Regions from separate parts of the Sus scrofa genome. Here regions 1, 2, 3 and 4 are each linked to region 5. The links are chromatin contacts, called in public HiChIP or PLAC-seq and promoter capture Hi-C maps. All regions are on one chromosome and are shown on one strand. The core of a region is the stretch at or near the end of the contact, and the rest is flanking DNA. Distances in the headings are between cores, read along the strand shown.

Region 1 (2,700 bases), core at 187-2,686, 350 kb after region 5:
ACCTTTTTTCTCCCTACCCACCTTTTCTCCCTCTCCCCATCTTGCCCGTCCTCACCCCCCATAGCTTTGCTCTTCCACTTCCCTTCCTCCTCCTGCTCATCCCCTATCAACCTCTCTCCTTCTCCTCCCTCTGCACGTACCCACAGCCCCACCCATCGTCCCCCTCACAGCTGGGTGCCTGCGCATATGTATTTTCTTAGAGCCCATCAACTCAGCCCCAGTCCCCCCTACACTGCCTCCGCACCCTGCCGCCCAGGCCACTGGCTGGGTGAGAAACCCAGGCTCTCTTCCCCCCACCCCTTCCCGGATTTATGAATGAGACCGGATGCAAAGCTCATTGAGTCACCCGGCAACGGGAGATGGGCAGAGAGCAGGGAGAGAACCAGAAATGGCCAGAGACAGGCCGAAAGGGAGATGGAGGCAGAAGAAGCCAGGAACGGGCGACCGAGACACATCCAGAGAGCATTTCATTCACAAAATCAAGGTTGCTCCCTCAGGCCCCTGCCGAGGAAAGGCAAGGGGGAGAGATTGCGGGCGGGCAGGCGGGCGGGGAGGGGGGAATTGATCCCTCCTCTTCCCTCTCCCGGCCCCAGCATCCTTCAGAACCATCTTACCCCGCCCCCCAGCCCCCCTCCCCCCTGTTCAGGGACCATAGCCCTCCGCCCAGCAATCAGGATCAGCCTCCAACCCCTCACTACCACCTAGCGCAGGGACCTTGGTGCCCCAGCCTCAAGCACCCAAGCCACGAGCTCTAGCCCCTTCCCCCACCAGCAGGCTGTCGGGTTTCCCCAGCCTTTCGGGAGGGGAAGGGGCCGCCGCAGCGCCCCCAGCCCCCTTTTCTCAATGGGATGGGATTTTGTGAATGAGCAGTCACGTGACGCTGCTTCCTTTGTCCGCCCGCCTCCCCCGACAACAGGTGAAGCAGAGAAAGAGGGCAGGGGTCCCCCCCCAGGGCCTACTGGGATGGGATGCCGGGATTTCTGGGTGCCCTACGCTCCCTATGATCTGTTTCCTGGGGGGAGTGGTCCCCAGATTTCCTCAATGGTGGGGGTCCAGTACGGAAATTATGAATGGGGTGTCCTCGTAGGAAGTCCAGGCCCCCCCAAATGGAGACTGGTACCCCAAATGGCTGCCGCGCAGTTTAGGAGCCCCCACCCCCTTGTCCTTCCAGCCAGGGTCTGGGGGCGTCCCGGTGGACAGGAGGCGCTGCGCGGTCCCGGCTGCCCCCTCACCGTGACAGGCCGTCTGTCAGCCCCCGCCCCCTCGCCCCCCTCGGCACCTGCCTGGAAGGCTCCGGCCGGGCTCCGAGCGGTGGCGACGTGGCCTCCTCCTCCTCCTCCTCTTCGCTCCAGCTCCCTCGCTGGCTCCGGCGGCGCTAGAGACGGGCACCGGGAGCCGGGGCGAGGGGGGAGGGAGGGGAAACCTGGTAGATGGGGGGGGAGGGGGCGGCTTGGGGGGAGGGGTAAGCGCGAGGCAGGCGCACTTGCCCGCTGGGTCCTAGAGCCCGGCCCTGGCTCCAGCGAACAGCCCCCCAGCCCCCATTTTCTTAGGATCCAGAAAGGATCCCCTCCTTTCCCACCCATCTGTGCCATTGGTCCCTGAGGATGTAGGGAGGGAGTCTAGGACAGAGCTTGCTCTGGATGTTCTAAAGAGGCAAGGTCTATGTTTTGGGTTCTAAATGGGAGTGGCGGGGTGCCTGGCGGGGTTCGAAAAGGGGTGGGGCGAGAAGGGAGCATCGCTAGGGGGCGGGGTCGGAGGGCCTGGAAAAGGAGAGTGAAGACGCGGGAGGCGCGGACGAGCGCGTGCGTCATAGAAGGGGCGGATCCACAGAGGAAGGGCCTTCTGGGCGAGCCAGAGGAAAGAGGGTCTTGGGAGGAGAGGTTGTCCTTGTAGGACGGAGCTTACAAGTAAACTGCCTTTAGGGGCCGGACGACGGAGAGTTCCAAAAGGGAGGAGCTACGCAGCTGTGTTCATAATGGGCGGAGCTTCAGGAGAGAAACTAACGGAGAGGGCGGGGCATTGTGAAGGGGCGGGGCTTAAAAGAACGTTCTACAGGGGTGGGGCCTAGGACTGCAAGGCCTGGGGGCGGGGAAGAAGACACTGGAGTATTTCAAAGGGAGATCCAGGTTCCTAAGGGGCAGTGCTCAAGCTGGCACACGGGGCGGGGGGCTCGAGCCTATGGGCGGGGCCTAGGTCTCGGGGTCCGCTCTTGCTGCCTCGCCCGCTTGCCCCGTTCTTTTCGGTTACTTTCTGCTGCGGCCGTTCCCCTCCCTCCCCTGGGCCCAGGGGGCCGCGGTCCGAACTTCGGTCGGCTGGTGGAGTCGGTGAGTGGGATCCTCTGAGAGGAGGAGCGAGGGCGGAGCTTGGGGGAAGGGGTGGAGCCTGAGTATGAGGTCTGCCGCTAGACCTGGAGCAGGAAAAGAAATTTAGCAGTGAAGCCTGGGAAGAGGGCGGGAACCAAATAATCAATTGAGAGGGAGTTGAGGGTTAGAGGTGAGGACTGAGGGGTTAGCACGACAAAAATATCTGGATTTGTTAAGCGGAGGCGGGGCCAGACCTGGGGAGGGTTGGGGGGTCTGGTTGAGAAGGCCCGATTCCCTGACAATCGGGGGCGGGACCAGAGGGAGGAGGCGGGGCCTGGGCCAAAGAAACCTTGTTGAGAGTTCAGGGAGAGAAGCTGGTACTCCTTGGTCTTACAAG
Region 2 (2,700 bases), core at 101-2,600, 320 kb after region 5:
TGGGGCAAGAGCCTAGGGTGAAGCTAGGCCTTCTCCCGTGGCTGAATGTCCAGCTGTCCCCATCCTTCACTACGGGCCTCAGCTGTTCATCCCTCCCTCCCGGGAAACCAGACCCGGCTCACCAGGGTCCTATTCTGGGGCCAGAATGCTGTGTCAGCATTTCCCAGGGCCCAGAGGGCGTGGGGAGGGGCTAATGCAGGGTCAGCAGACCTAGCCCAGAAGAGAGAACATACCCCCACACTCACAACCCCCCCACCCCCACGGGGCTGAACCACTGGGAAGGAAAAGTGGGAAGGACTCCCCAGGGGCAGCCCCTCCCCCATCATCTCCACGGCCCCTGCCCAGGCCCCAGAAAAGCGGGCTATTCTGGGAGGGACACCTGTTGTTCCCGTTCCCATCCCTGCCCCCCAGCCGGGGATCAGAGAAGTGGGGAGAGACAGAGCTGGAGACACAGCAAGAAAAAACACAGAGGGCCTGAAACCGGCAAAACAAAGCCAGAGACAGAGACCAGCAGACAGAGATGGAGAGAGATACAGACACAAACAATCCAAAGAGACAGATAGAAAAAGGCACCCCCCCAGAGACCACTGGCAGCCATATTTGACCCTCCTCCCTAAAACCAAGTGGGGGAAAAAAGAAGACCTAGAACTAGAGAGACCCCACCCGCCCACCCCAGGAGACCCTCAAGAGCTGGGAGTTCAAAGGAGCTGGGTCCTCCAGTCCACCCCAGCCCCCTTCCCAAGAATTTAAATAGGTCAGAGTCTGGAGCAAGAAGAGAATTAGAGCTAGGTGGTGGTGGGGGAGGGGGGCAGCTAAATTAAGCTCAGGAATTAGAATCACCTTCCCCAAGTGCCGGCTTCCAGAGTGATGGGAGGGGGTGCTCCCTCAGCGGCCCCCTTCTCTGGGACAACCCGCTAGTATCAGAGGGAAGGGTGGCAGAAGGTTCCCCTCCCCATCCTGCAGTCCCAAATTCTACTAATTCTAAGGCGAGAAAGGTGGGGGAGACTGAGAGAGACAGAAACGGAGAAAGACAGTGACAGTCACCCAAAGGACAGTAGAAGAGACCTCGAATCTTAGAGACCACCAGCAAACACGACGGAGACATCCAGAGACAGAGAAACATTCACAGGAACCCGAGAGATGACCCCAGAGACCCCTAACAGAGATACGTACTGTCCGCAGAAACTGGACCTCATCTTCGCCCTCTCCTCCGTCACCCATGATGTCGAGGCCCGAGGAGCCGGGGCTGAGGTCAGGGAATAGGAGGAGGGGGCCGCAGGCTGGGCGGGCGGGCGGGCCGGGGGCGGCTGGGGTCGGAGACCTCTGGGAACCCCAGAGGCACCCGCGGGGTAGATGGAACTGCGAGGAAGACTCGCGTGCAGCTCAGAGCTGGTAGGAGGTCTCCGCCCTCCGGTCTCCATTGGGCCCCGACGACAAGACCACGCCCCTTTGACGGAGCCCCGCCTACAGATCCCAGACTTTAGCCAAAGGTGCACGTTCGGGTGGGAGGTGTTAAGGGAGAGTGTCTAGGAGGTAGCTACCCTCTCTCCTCTCTCCTCCCATTTCACAAAGTCCAAACTGAGGCTCTGAGCCGGGAAGGCCCTGCTTGATGTCGGGGTTATGCACCAGGTCTCCCGGCTTTAAAAACCATCAGACATAGTGATTAAAAATAAAGACTCTGGAGTTCCCCTCGTGGCGAAGCAGAAACGAATTCAACTAGCAACCGTCAGGTTGCGGGTTTGATCCCTGGCACTCGCTCAGTGGGTTAAGGATCTGGCGTTGCTTTGAGCTGTGGTGTAGGTTGCAGACGCGGCTTGAATCCCGCGTTGCTGTGGCTGTGGTGTAGGCTTTTGGCTACATCTCCGATTAGACCCCTAGCCTGGGAACCTCCATACGCCGCGGGTGCTGCCCTAAAAAGAAAAAAAAAATTGTATTTAAAAACTGTACTAATACACAATGTGTTACGTAAGTGTCGCTCGCATCATTATCGTCGTCATTATTATAAAAACTGATGAGGCAAGAATAACAGCCGTAGCAGACATCTTTTGTATGCCTGTCACATTTCAGGCCCTGAGCTGAGATCTTTTCACTGCATCTTATTTCGGTCTTACAACAATCCTGCTATTATTTACACTTTTTTGGAAGAGGAAATAAAAATATGTGGTTCTTACTCTGTATAGTTTTTGCGGTTTTTTTGGCTGCACCCACAACATAGGGAAGTGCCTGGGCCAGGGATTGAACCCACACCCCAGCAGTGACCAGAGCTGCTGAAGTGACAACACCAGATCCTTAACCCATTGCACCACAAGGAAACTCCTATGTATAATTTTATTGAACTGCAAGATATTGCTTTGTGTAACCTACAGCTTAATAATAATACTTTAATTGATCCCTGTGTCAATCAGTTACCACGTGGTAGGCTCTATTTTTTTTTTTTTCTTTTTGGGGCCACACCAGTGGCACATGGAAGTTGGCAGGCTAGGGATCGAATTGGAGCTGTAGGTGCCAGCCTACACCACAGCCACAGCAACTCGGGATCCAAGCCACATCTGGGACCTACACCACAGTTCACGGCAAGGCCAGATTCCCAACCCACTGGGCGTGACCAGGGATTGAACCTGCATCCTCATGGATACTAGTCAGGTTTGTTACCGCTGAGCCATGACAGAAGTCCCTGGTAGGCTCTATTGATTTCCTCAT
Region 3 (2,700 bases), core at 170-2,669, 410 kb before region 5:
GGGGGCCCTGGGAGAAGCTAGTGGGGGAGACAGAGACAAAGTGACAAAAAGAGGGAACAAGGAGAGCTACCACTGAGAAAAAGATGGAAAGGGTGAGACAAAGAAGACCTAACGAGTCGCCCAAGCTATGAGTCTGGTGTGTCTGGGGCCAGGGGCTCAAGGATCCTGGGAACGTTAGGGCTCCGGCTTCAGCCGAGGGCGAGGGGCAGGGCTGGGAAAAAGCCGTGGGCGGGAGGCCGCGGGGTCCCAGGGGAGGGCGGAGCAGGCTGGGGAACCGGATGCCAGGGTCCTGCAGACGGCTCCCTCCCCCGCCGAGGGCTGCGAGTTGGGGCGGGCTGCGAGTTGGGGCGGTTGGCCCCGAGTCCTCGACCCCCTCTGGCCGGTCCCTGCGCGATCCGCTCACTGTCTCCACCGCCGCAGCTCCCCCGCAGCGCCTCCCTACACCCCTCTAGCCCCCAACTCCCGCTGGCGCCTCCGCTCGCCCCCCGCCGGCACGCCCCCTCATTGTTCAGCGGCAGCGGCGCCGCCCCCTCCCCCAGCCCGTCGGGGCCCCTCGCCTTCCCCCTCACCTCCCGGGGAGTCTCCAGCCCCAGAGCAAGGCAGCCCGGTTGCTATTCGACCCTCGCACGGTCTCCGAGGAGGAGCAGAACCGGGGCTCCCGCGTCTCAGCAAGTCCGAGGTGTGAACTTCGTGCTCTCAGGTTCCGAGAACAAACTCCGGGATCTCTCCGAAAATGGGGTGTAGTGGTCCGAATTTCTTTGGTCCTCTAAGCAGAAGATGCTGGGAGCCTCGACTCTTGAATCTCAAATTGTAGTGCTGGGAACCCAAATTCCTGAGCCTTCTAGATGGGTTCGTGGGTTGGGGGGGAGTCCGTATTCCTGAGTTCCCCTAACTCTAAGAGCAGGAATTAAACCATCTCTAGGCAGGAGTGCAGGGAACCCCAAATTCCAGGGTCCCTTTCCCTTGAAGTAGTGGGCGCTTCAGCTCTAAACAGGCTGGGTAGGACACTAGGAGTCCGTATCCCAAGTTCCTCCAACCCGGGGAGTCTTGGACTTAGCTTTCTGGGAAACTCTAGAGGGAAACTCCGGTCTGGGATCCTAAGTTCTTCGAAACTGAGTGCAGGAAGCTGGGCCTACAGGGTCGCGCGGGGCTGAAGGGGACTCCTGGCTTCTCCAGGAGGGGGCGCTGGGCACCTGGATGTCTGGGGTCCTCAAGCTTGGACGCTGGGTGGGGCCTGGGCTTCGGGGGTCTCTCGGGATGCGGTGCAGAGTTTCGGGCTGTTGGAGTCTGCGACTCTGGACCCCTCAGGCTCCAGGATGGGTGGCACGGGTCTCGGACGGTGGCGGCGCCACATCTAGGGCTGGATAGTCCGGTCTCAGCTGTGGGGCAGGGGGCGGTCGCCCGAGGCCTCCCCTCCCCCCAGCCGCCCGGGCTCATATCCTGTTCCCGCCCGCAGGGGGAGGGGCCGCCTTCCGGCTGGCCAGCCAGCTAAGGGTTAAGACCCTTCCTCCCCAGGCTCTGAATATTCATAAGAAGGCGAGTCCCAGGCAGGCTACACCCCCACATTCCAAACGCCTTTCAGACTTTTCCCTTTTACAGCAAGAGCCTTTGAGGCGTGAGAATCCGGAACTGGTAACGCGCTTTCTCCTATTGGCCAACCCAAAGGTTCCTATTTGTATATGCAAAGATGAGGCGGAGCTAGCCAGTGAGGTCACGTGGTCAAGAACGACTGAAGGACCCCGGGACGCGAGGGTGCGGCCGAAGCTCCAGTGGCGCAATCGGTTAGCGCGCGGTACTTATATAGCAGTGCAAGCGGAGCAATGCCGAGGTTGTGAGTTCGATCCTCACCTGGAGCAACTTTTCTTCATATCAGTATTTTAGAGATTTATATGTCTTATTGATCGAGCCGAACACCTACATCACTTAGAGGAATGAACGTTTCGATCTTTGCAATTTTCAAACTGGAAAGACTCCTGGGACTCTGACGATGGTCGCTAAGGGAGTGTTTTGTATTGTGGGAGGTGCCGTTCTCTTCATCGTCACCAGGGGGTGGCATCGCCTCTTAGATGCCTGGGTCTGCAAATCTCAGTTCAAGACTTCTGCACATGCCAGACTTTTGTGTCCTCTGCAAACTCTGTATGTGACACTCTCTCCTCCATCTGTCTCTGTCTTGAATTTCTTCCCTCCAGTTTTGTCGAGATATAATCGCCGCATATCATTGTATTAGTCCAAGGTGTACAAAATAACAACCTGAGATAGTGTATAAAGTATGAAATAATTACCAGAACCGTTAACATCAATTACCTCACATAGGTACTATTTTGTATATGTGTATCTTGGAGTTTTCTCTGTCCCTCCTCATTTCGAATCGATTTATTATTTTTACTTTAACAAATTCTGAAATTTGTGACCCTTGTATGTCTGGTCTCTGTTTAGAGTTTAGGTGTGAGTGATAAGAGCAGTGAACAAGACAAAGTCAAAGTCTCTGCCCCAGTATTTGACTTTCTAGTGGGGGAGGCAGATTGCTATAAAGATCTAAGTCCATTTTATATGTTAAGTGGTTATAAACAACAAACGTAATGGAAAAAGTAGAGCAACATAGGAAGGATGCGGGTTGCAACAATAGCAGTCAGGGACCATCTCACTAAGGACACATTTGGGCAGAGACCTGAAGGAGGGGAGTGAGCTATTGGGACACCT
Region 4 (2,726 bases), core at 196-2,695, 400 kb before region 5:
ACAGTTAATAGTAGAAGGGGCAAAGAAGGGCAGTTAGGCTCTAGGGAGCTGGGCTTGAAAGTAAGAGAAAAAGGGGATGGGTGGGGTGCAGAGGGGGTGAATTTCTAAAACTAGGATGGAGATAGGACACCCTGGGGAAAAGGGATTACTCACTGTCCATTGTCAATGTTAGTGTTCTGAATCAAGTTCTGGGCTGCAACCTTCATCAGGGTCTAATTAAAGGGAAAAAAAGGTGAAGAAAATGCAGACACAAAAGAGAACACCTTTGGTCGATCTAATCTCTTCTTCTTCTTTTTTTTTTTTTTTTTTTTTAAGCTATTTTTTGGGCCGCTCCCATGGCATATGGAGGTTCCCAGGCTAGGGGTCGAATCGGAGCTGTAGCCACCGGCCTACGCCAGAGCCACAGCAACGCGGGATCCGAGCTGCGTCTGCAACCTACACCACAGTTCACGGCAACGCCGGATCGTTAACCCACTGAGCAAGGGCAGGGACCGAACCCGCAACCTCATGGTTCCTAGTCGGATTCGTTATCCACTGCGCCACGACGGGAACCCCTAATCTCCTTTTAAGATACCCCAATCTCAGGCCTCTTCACTTGGCACTTCTATCCTGCCACTCCAGAGTAATGCCAGCTTCCATTCCTCTATAGCAATAACCACCTGTACGTTCCCGGAGGCCCACTCTCGGTCACCTGGGGTTCTCGCCAATAACCTCTTGGACATAACTTGAGTCATCCCTCACCCACCAGTCATGGTCACTTTCTGTACAGGCCAGTCCGTTTTTCAGGCTTTCACGACCCGAGCTAGGTTTCTTCTTTAAACTCCCTCCCGCGTGAATTCTGATAAATCCTAGGCTCAAGATTTGCCCTGATCCCACCGCACACTGTCAGTTCACAAAGCTTCGCTCTGGCCTCTCCAATATCAAGCCTCACTCATCTTCCTTGCCTAAATCTCCTTTTGCGCTCTCCTTGACTAAAGAGCCCCGCCATCCACCCCTATTAAATCAGAGAGCCACATCTCGCTTGCTTCTCGCAGCTCGTGGCCAATCACCTGCAGACTCTCTTTTAGCTGCGGGATGAGCATCTTATATCGCTGTACAGGATCGAAGTCCTGTTGCTGTTGCTGCAAAAGCCCGCCCTGGGCAGGCCCCACCAACTGTGCCTGTGGTTGCGGCTGCTGCTGAGGACCCGAGCCGCCAGCCGAACCCGGACCCGACACACCAGCAGCAGCAGAAGAAGCTGCAGAAGCCTGAGGTTGGGATGCAGCCATCTTCCCTGCTTAGCGCGCCGGAAGTGCGTCCAAGTGCTCCTTCCGGGTTTCTCTTTAGCGTCTTCGTCTCTAGGCCCTGTTTGCTTGTTAGCTCCGCCTCCTAGACAATTCAGCCAATGGGAGGAAAGAAGCCACCCTCCAACTCTGGATTCTCAAAGCCGACGTCCAGACCGAGATACCCAGTCGCCAATCACAAGAGGCTCTTCCTTCCCCGCTCCGCCCTTACCCGGTCGTTCGCCAATCCGGGTGTAGAGCCAATCAGACTCTATTTCCCAGAAGGCCTTGCGGCCTGAGGCGCTCTGAAGTCCTCGGCGTCTTGGCGGCAGTTGGTGGAGTCGGAGCTGTGAGTATGTTGTGGGCGTTGTGTGCGCGTTTACCTCAGTACCGCGTATTAACTCAGGTGTTAATTGGAACTCTTCTCACCAGCTCACCTCACTCCGACCCTATTCCTGAGGAGAGCGGCGCCAGCCCGAGCCCTGTCTCGGATTGGGCGTCCGCCGAGGTCGGCACGCCTCTTCCTGTGGCTCTGTGAGGCTCTCGTCAGGACTGCCGACGCCTTGTCGCCATGGCGCCCACTATCCAGACCCAGGCCCAGCGCGAGGACGGCCACAGGTAGGAACCGCGCCGCCTGGCTGCACCGCTTTTTTCTAAATCTGTGTAGGCATCAGCGAGTTGGGAGGGTCGGGCGCGATGTCAGTCGCAGTATCACCAGCCCCCTAGGTCTGTCCGTGACGTCACGGAGTGCTCACCTGCTCACGGGGGCGGGTCCCGGGCGGGGTGTTGTCCCCCTCCTCCCGGCCACGGAGTTCTGGAATTAAGCTCTGGAGACGATTATATCCAGATGGGACTGAGCTCCTATCCCTCCAGTCAAGCATTTGGAGACCCCTTTTCCTAGAAACAATTGAGTACGTGACTCTATTTATTAGAGAGCTCAAAAGACCTTTACTTCAAGAGAAATTGACTCGTGTTTCCTGCTGTATGTTTAGAAACAGAAGTATTTGTATAAATTTAACAAATCGAGCACTTGGTTTCATTTATTGAGGCATTTCTCTGAAAGGAATGAAATACTTGCGTCCCTCCTACCAAGAGGGATTAGCATTTATCACCCTCTCCTTCCCTTTTTAGAAGCTTAGAAAAGCCCCCTTTGCTCTCCTGCAAATCCCGTTCTATCTTTTGTTAGTGTCTTTTTTTTTACTCTTCAGGCCCAATTCTCACCGCACTCTGCCTGAGAGGTGAGCACTGATGTGTTTTCCCGCGAGGGGTGGGCCGCTGGGGGCTGGGGGCAGAGGTGGGGCAGCAAAGGCTGGGTTTTGAGCCACTGTGTTTCCAGGTCTGGAGTGGTCTGCCGAGTCAAGTACTGCAATAGCCTTCCTGACATTCCCTTCGACCCCAAGTTCATCACCTATCCCTTTGACCAGAACAGGTGAGACTGCGATGGGACTGGGAAACAACCCACTC
Region 5 (2,700 bases), core at 176-2,675:
TTCTCTTTCCAAACCCGCGGACCTACCAGGCCTGGTCCCAATATCTTAGTGCCACTGATCCCATTTCTAACTTAGTTTCCACCGGGACCTCCATTTCGGGAACTCCCTTTCACCCGGATGGAAAGGTTCCGGAGCATCTTTAGGGGGGCCGCCCCCGCATTTCCCACTACTGTCTCCTCTCTTCTTGACTGCTTCTTCCTTCCCACCAACAGGCAGCCCCATAACCTTAGAGCCCACAGGGTGGCATCCTAGGTCAGCTCCCGCCCCGCCCCGCCCCTGGTTCCAACTATTGGGCGTTGTTGGACTCTAGAGACTGAGAGAGGGTGTCCTCTGAGGGTTGGCCCGGCCCTAAGAAAATGAGGCCCACTGGACGCTTAGAACTACTCCCTTTGCAGAGTGCTAATGCTAGCACTTTGCTGGGTGCTACATACACCTTGCGTTTGGTAGATAGGCCAGTCTAAGGCAGAGGCGGGGACCACCCTTCCCTTGCCCACACAGAACCAACCCACCCAGAACCAAACTGTGATAACCCTGTAAAGGCTGTCGTGTGAAAATCATTGGGCTGAGTGATCAGGGATTATCATGGGGGAAGCCCTGCGGTCTGGGCTGGTAGGGACTAGGGACACTTTCAGAGTGAACTGAGCACGGGCTAGAGAAATTTATTCCTTAGTTCTGGGGTAGTGGAGAAAGTGTCGTTTGGAAAGGCGTGCTTGGCCAAAGATCGAGAGGTGCGCGAAAAATCCTTTTCTTTCTGCAAACTGAGTTATTGTGGCTGAATTTAGAGGTGGAGTGGTGAAAGAATGCCGGCAAACCGGACAGGGTTAGACGGTTGGCAGCAGCAAATGGTTTTATACTGAGAAAAAGGTCAGACAGGGACTTTTAAAAACAATTCCTCTGGCACTGTGAAAGTTAGAGATAGAGAGGAATAGGATATAGTGACGGGGACAGAGCTACACTGGCCGTTTCCCTGTAACTTGGTGTAGGTCTCCAGTGCTGCTCACAGCAAATCAAAAACTACTCAAGGTACTTCAGGCCTTCGCTCCTTTGGAGGGCTGCCCCGCCTTCGGAGGCGCCAGAAAGCAGTTCGCGCATGCGTCCTCGCCTCCCATCCTTTCCTTGACTGCGCCAAAGAGCGCCTACGGGCCTGGGATGGGCTCCCCTTTCCACCCAATCAGGGCCCACCAGTGGTCCTACAATCTGGTGAGAGGATTCCACTCTCAAATGACTAATCGGGTGGAGACCCAGACGACGGACATCTACAGCAGCCAGTAGTGAAAAGCAAAAGGGAGGGGCCTCCTTCTCTCCTTGTAGAGAGGCTGGGGAAGGGAGTCGCTGCGACTGGATGACTAAGGGCTCTCCGTTTGATGGACGAGGGAGAAAACCAGTAAGAGCGGGAAGGAGGCGGGGCTTTTCAGGAGCTTGGGGAGCGCCGCTCCTATCAGGTACTCCAAAGGAGGCCAGGCTGTGCCAGAAATCCGACCTATCAAATTGGAGTTTATTTTAAGGCGGTGGGGTCGGCAAAATAACTTGCAGAAAGCGCTCGCCTATAAGGAGTGTCCCAGACAAACGAGGGCGGGCGCTCTTGCAGAACGGCGTGGCCTTTATCCTATAGGCACGCAAGGCGGACGGAGGCTTCCCCTCCCGCCGCGGCGGGACCAGTGGCTCCCCTATCGGGTGGGGGCGGCGAGTGACGGGCGTGTCCCTCCCCCAATGAGAGGCGGGGGGAGGCGGGTTCTGCGCCGCCATGTCGCGGAGGCTGCTGCCCCGGGCGGAGAAGCGGCGTCGGCGGTTGGAGCAGAGGCAGCAGCCGGACGAGCAGCGGCGGCGGTCCGGAGCGATGGTGAAGATGGCGGCGGCGGGCGGCGGAGGCGGCGGTGGCCGCTACTACGGCGGCGGCAGTGAGGGCGGCCGGGCCCCTAAGCGGCTCAAGACTGACAACGCCGGCGACCAGCATGGAGGCGGCGGCGGCGGTGGAGCCGGGGCGGCGGGCGGCGGCGGCGGGTGAGGCCAGGGCCCTAGGCGCCGGAGACGGCCGGGGAAGGGAGGGAAGATTGCCAATCTAGAGAGTATTAATTTTAGGTGGCTGAGTCTGTGCGCACGCGCCCAGGCCCTCGCCCTGAAGGACGGGGTGGGGTGGGGGAGGGGCAGACGTTGGGCAAACGGCGGGGTTTGCGCGAGGACAGGCGCTTGCGCGTGCGCGGTATCCCGAGGTGGGGGGTGGAGGAAACTGCTCGCGCTGCGGCTGGCGCATTGCGCAGGCGCCGCGGGCTAGCTTGTGGGGGCCAGGCACGCGGCCTGGCCGTTTTTCTCTATCGTTTTCCTGTCTGGCCCCCTGCGCAGGCGCACTGCTCCTGCCCCGGCCTCGTGGGCGGTTGTTGGGGGGGGGCACCGCGGGGAGCGCGTGGGCGGTGGCATTTTTCTCTGCTTGAGTGGGGAATTCTGCCTGATCGTTTTTAGTTTTTGTAGCGTCATGGTTTGTCCCTGTACAGAAACTCATTTATTTAAGGATGTTTTTTTAGACCAGGATATGTTCCTCGTTTTTGTGGGCATCGAAAACCGGAAGAAGGGCTTGTGAAAGGTCTTGGGCGTTTAGAAGTTTAAGCCAAGCTTTGGAGTTATCACAAGTTTGCTTACAATTTCTAGGGGTTAACTGGATGCAGTCAGTTTCTCGAATCAAAATGTTCTCTGAGGGTGGGCATT

Evidence for each region. Promoter capture Hi-C pulls out the DNA fragments that hold promoters and counts their contacts. HiChIP or PLAC-seq counts read pairs in DNA pulled down with a chosen protein or histone mark.
Region 1: an H3K27ac HiChIP or PLAC-seq map of alveolar macrophages shows a contact between it and region 5. The contact joins the promoter of SPRED3 here to the promoter of HNRNPL in region 5. A contact is called at or near these places in 1 of 47 Hi-C or Micro-C datasets (heart right ventricle) and 1 of 2 datasets of contacts at active chromatin or transcription factors (alveolar macrophages).
Region 2: an H3K27ac HiChIP or PLAC-seq map of skeletal muscle shows a contact between it and region 5. The contact joins the promoter of RYR1 here to the promoter of HNRNPL in region 5. A contact is called at or near these places in 1 of 47 Hi-C or Micro-C datasets (skeletal muscle) and 1 of 2 datasets of contacts at active chromatin or transcription factors (skeletal muscle).
Region 3: a contact with region 5 is called in a promoter capture Hi-C map of liver, with 2.6 times the contacts expected there. The contact joins the promoter of PLEKHG2 here to the promoter of HNRNPL in region 5. A contact is called at or near these places in 1 of 5 promoter capture datasets (liver), 2 of 47 Hi-C or Micro-C datasets (fibroblasts and retroperitoneal adipose tissue) and 1 of 2 datasets of contacts at active chromatin or transcription factors (alveolar macrophages).
Region 4: a contact with region 5 is called in a promoter capture Hi-C map of liver, with 2.3 times the contacts expected there. The contact joins the promoter of MED29 here to the promoter of HNRNPL in region 5.

What each region holds. Positions count from the first base shown.
Region 1 is chr6:47,300,947-47,303,646 of Sscrofa11.1, reverse strand. It overlaps SPRED3 (sprouty-related, EVH1 domain-containing protein 3), which reads right to left and starts at 1,436. Exons shown (of 6, transcript XM_021094342.1): 1 at 1,284-1,436. GGN (gametogenetin) reads left to right here and starts at 2,071. Exons shown (of 3, transcript XM_005664585.3): 1 at 2,071-2,324.
Region 2 is chr6:47,338,409-47,341,108 of Sscrofa11.1, reverse strand. It overlaps RYR1 (ryanodine receptor 1), which reads right to left and starts at 1,350. Exons shown (of 109, transcript NM_001001534.1): 1 at 1,174-1,350. The coding sequence starts at 1,221.
Region 3 is chr6:48,068,251-48,070,950 of Sscrofa11.1, reverse strand. PLEKHG2 (pleckstrin homology domain-containing family G member 2) reads right to left here and starts at 1,419. Exons shown (of 21, transcript XM_021094371.1): 1 at 570-1,419. It overlaps TRNAI-UAU (a tRNA gene), which reads left to right and starts at 1,764; the gene lies at 1,764-1,856.
Region 4 is chr6:48,050,704-48,053,429 of Sscrofa11.1, reverse strand. MED29 (mediator of RNA polymerase II transcription subunit 29) reads right to left here and starts at 1,445. Exons shown (of 4, transcript XM_005657496.3): 1 at 1,050-1,445; 2 at 154-212. The coding sequence starts at 1,268. It overlaps PAF1 (RNA polymerase II-associated factor 1 homolog), which reads left to right. Exons shown (of 16, transcript XM_003359387.4): 2 at 316-1,611; 3 at 1,695-1,880; 4 at 2,471-2,500; 5 at 2,599-2,691. The coding sequence starts at 1,834.
Region 5 is chr6:47,654,581-47,657,280 of Sscrofa11.1, reverse strand. It overlaps HNRNPL (heterogeneous nuclear ribonucleoprotein L), which reads left to right and starts at 1,425. Exons shown (of 15, transcript XM_021094349.1): 1 at 1,425-2,001. The coding sequence starts at 1,745.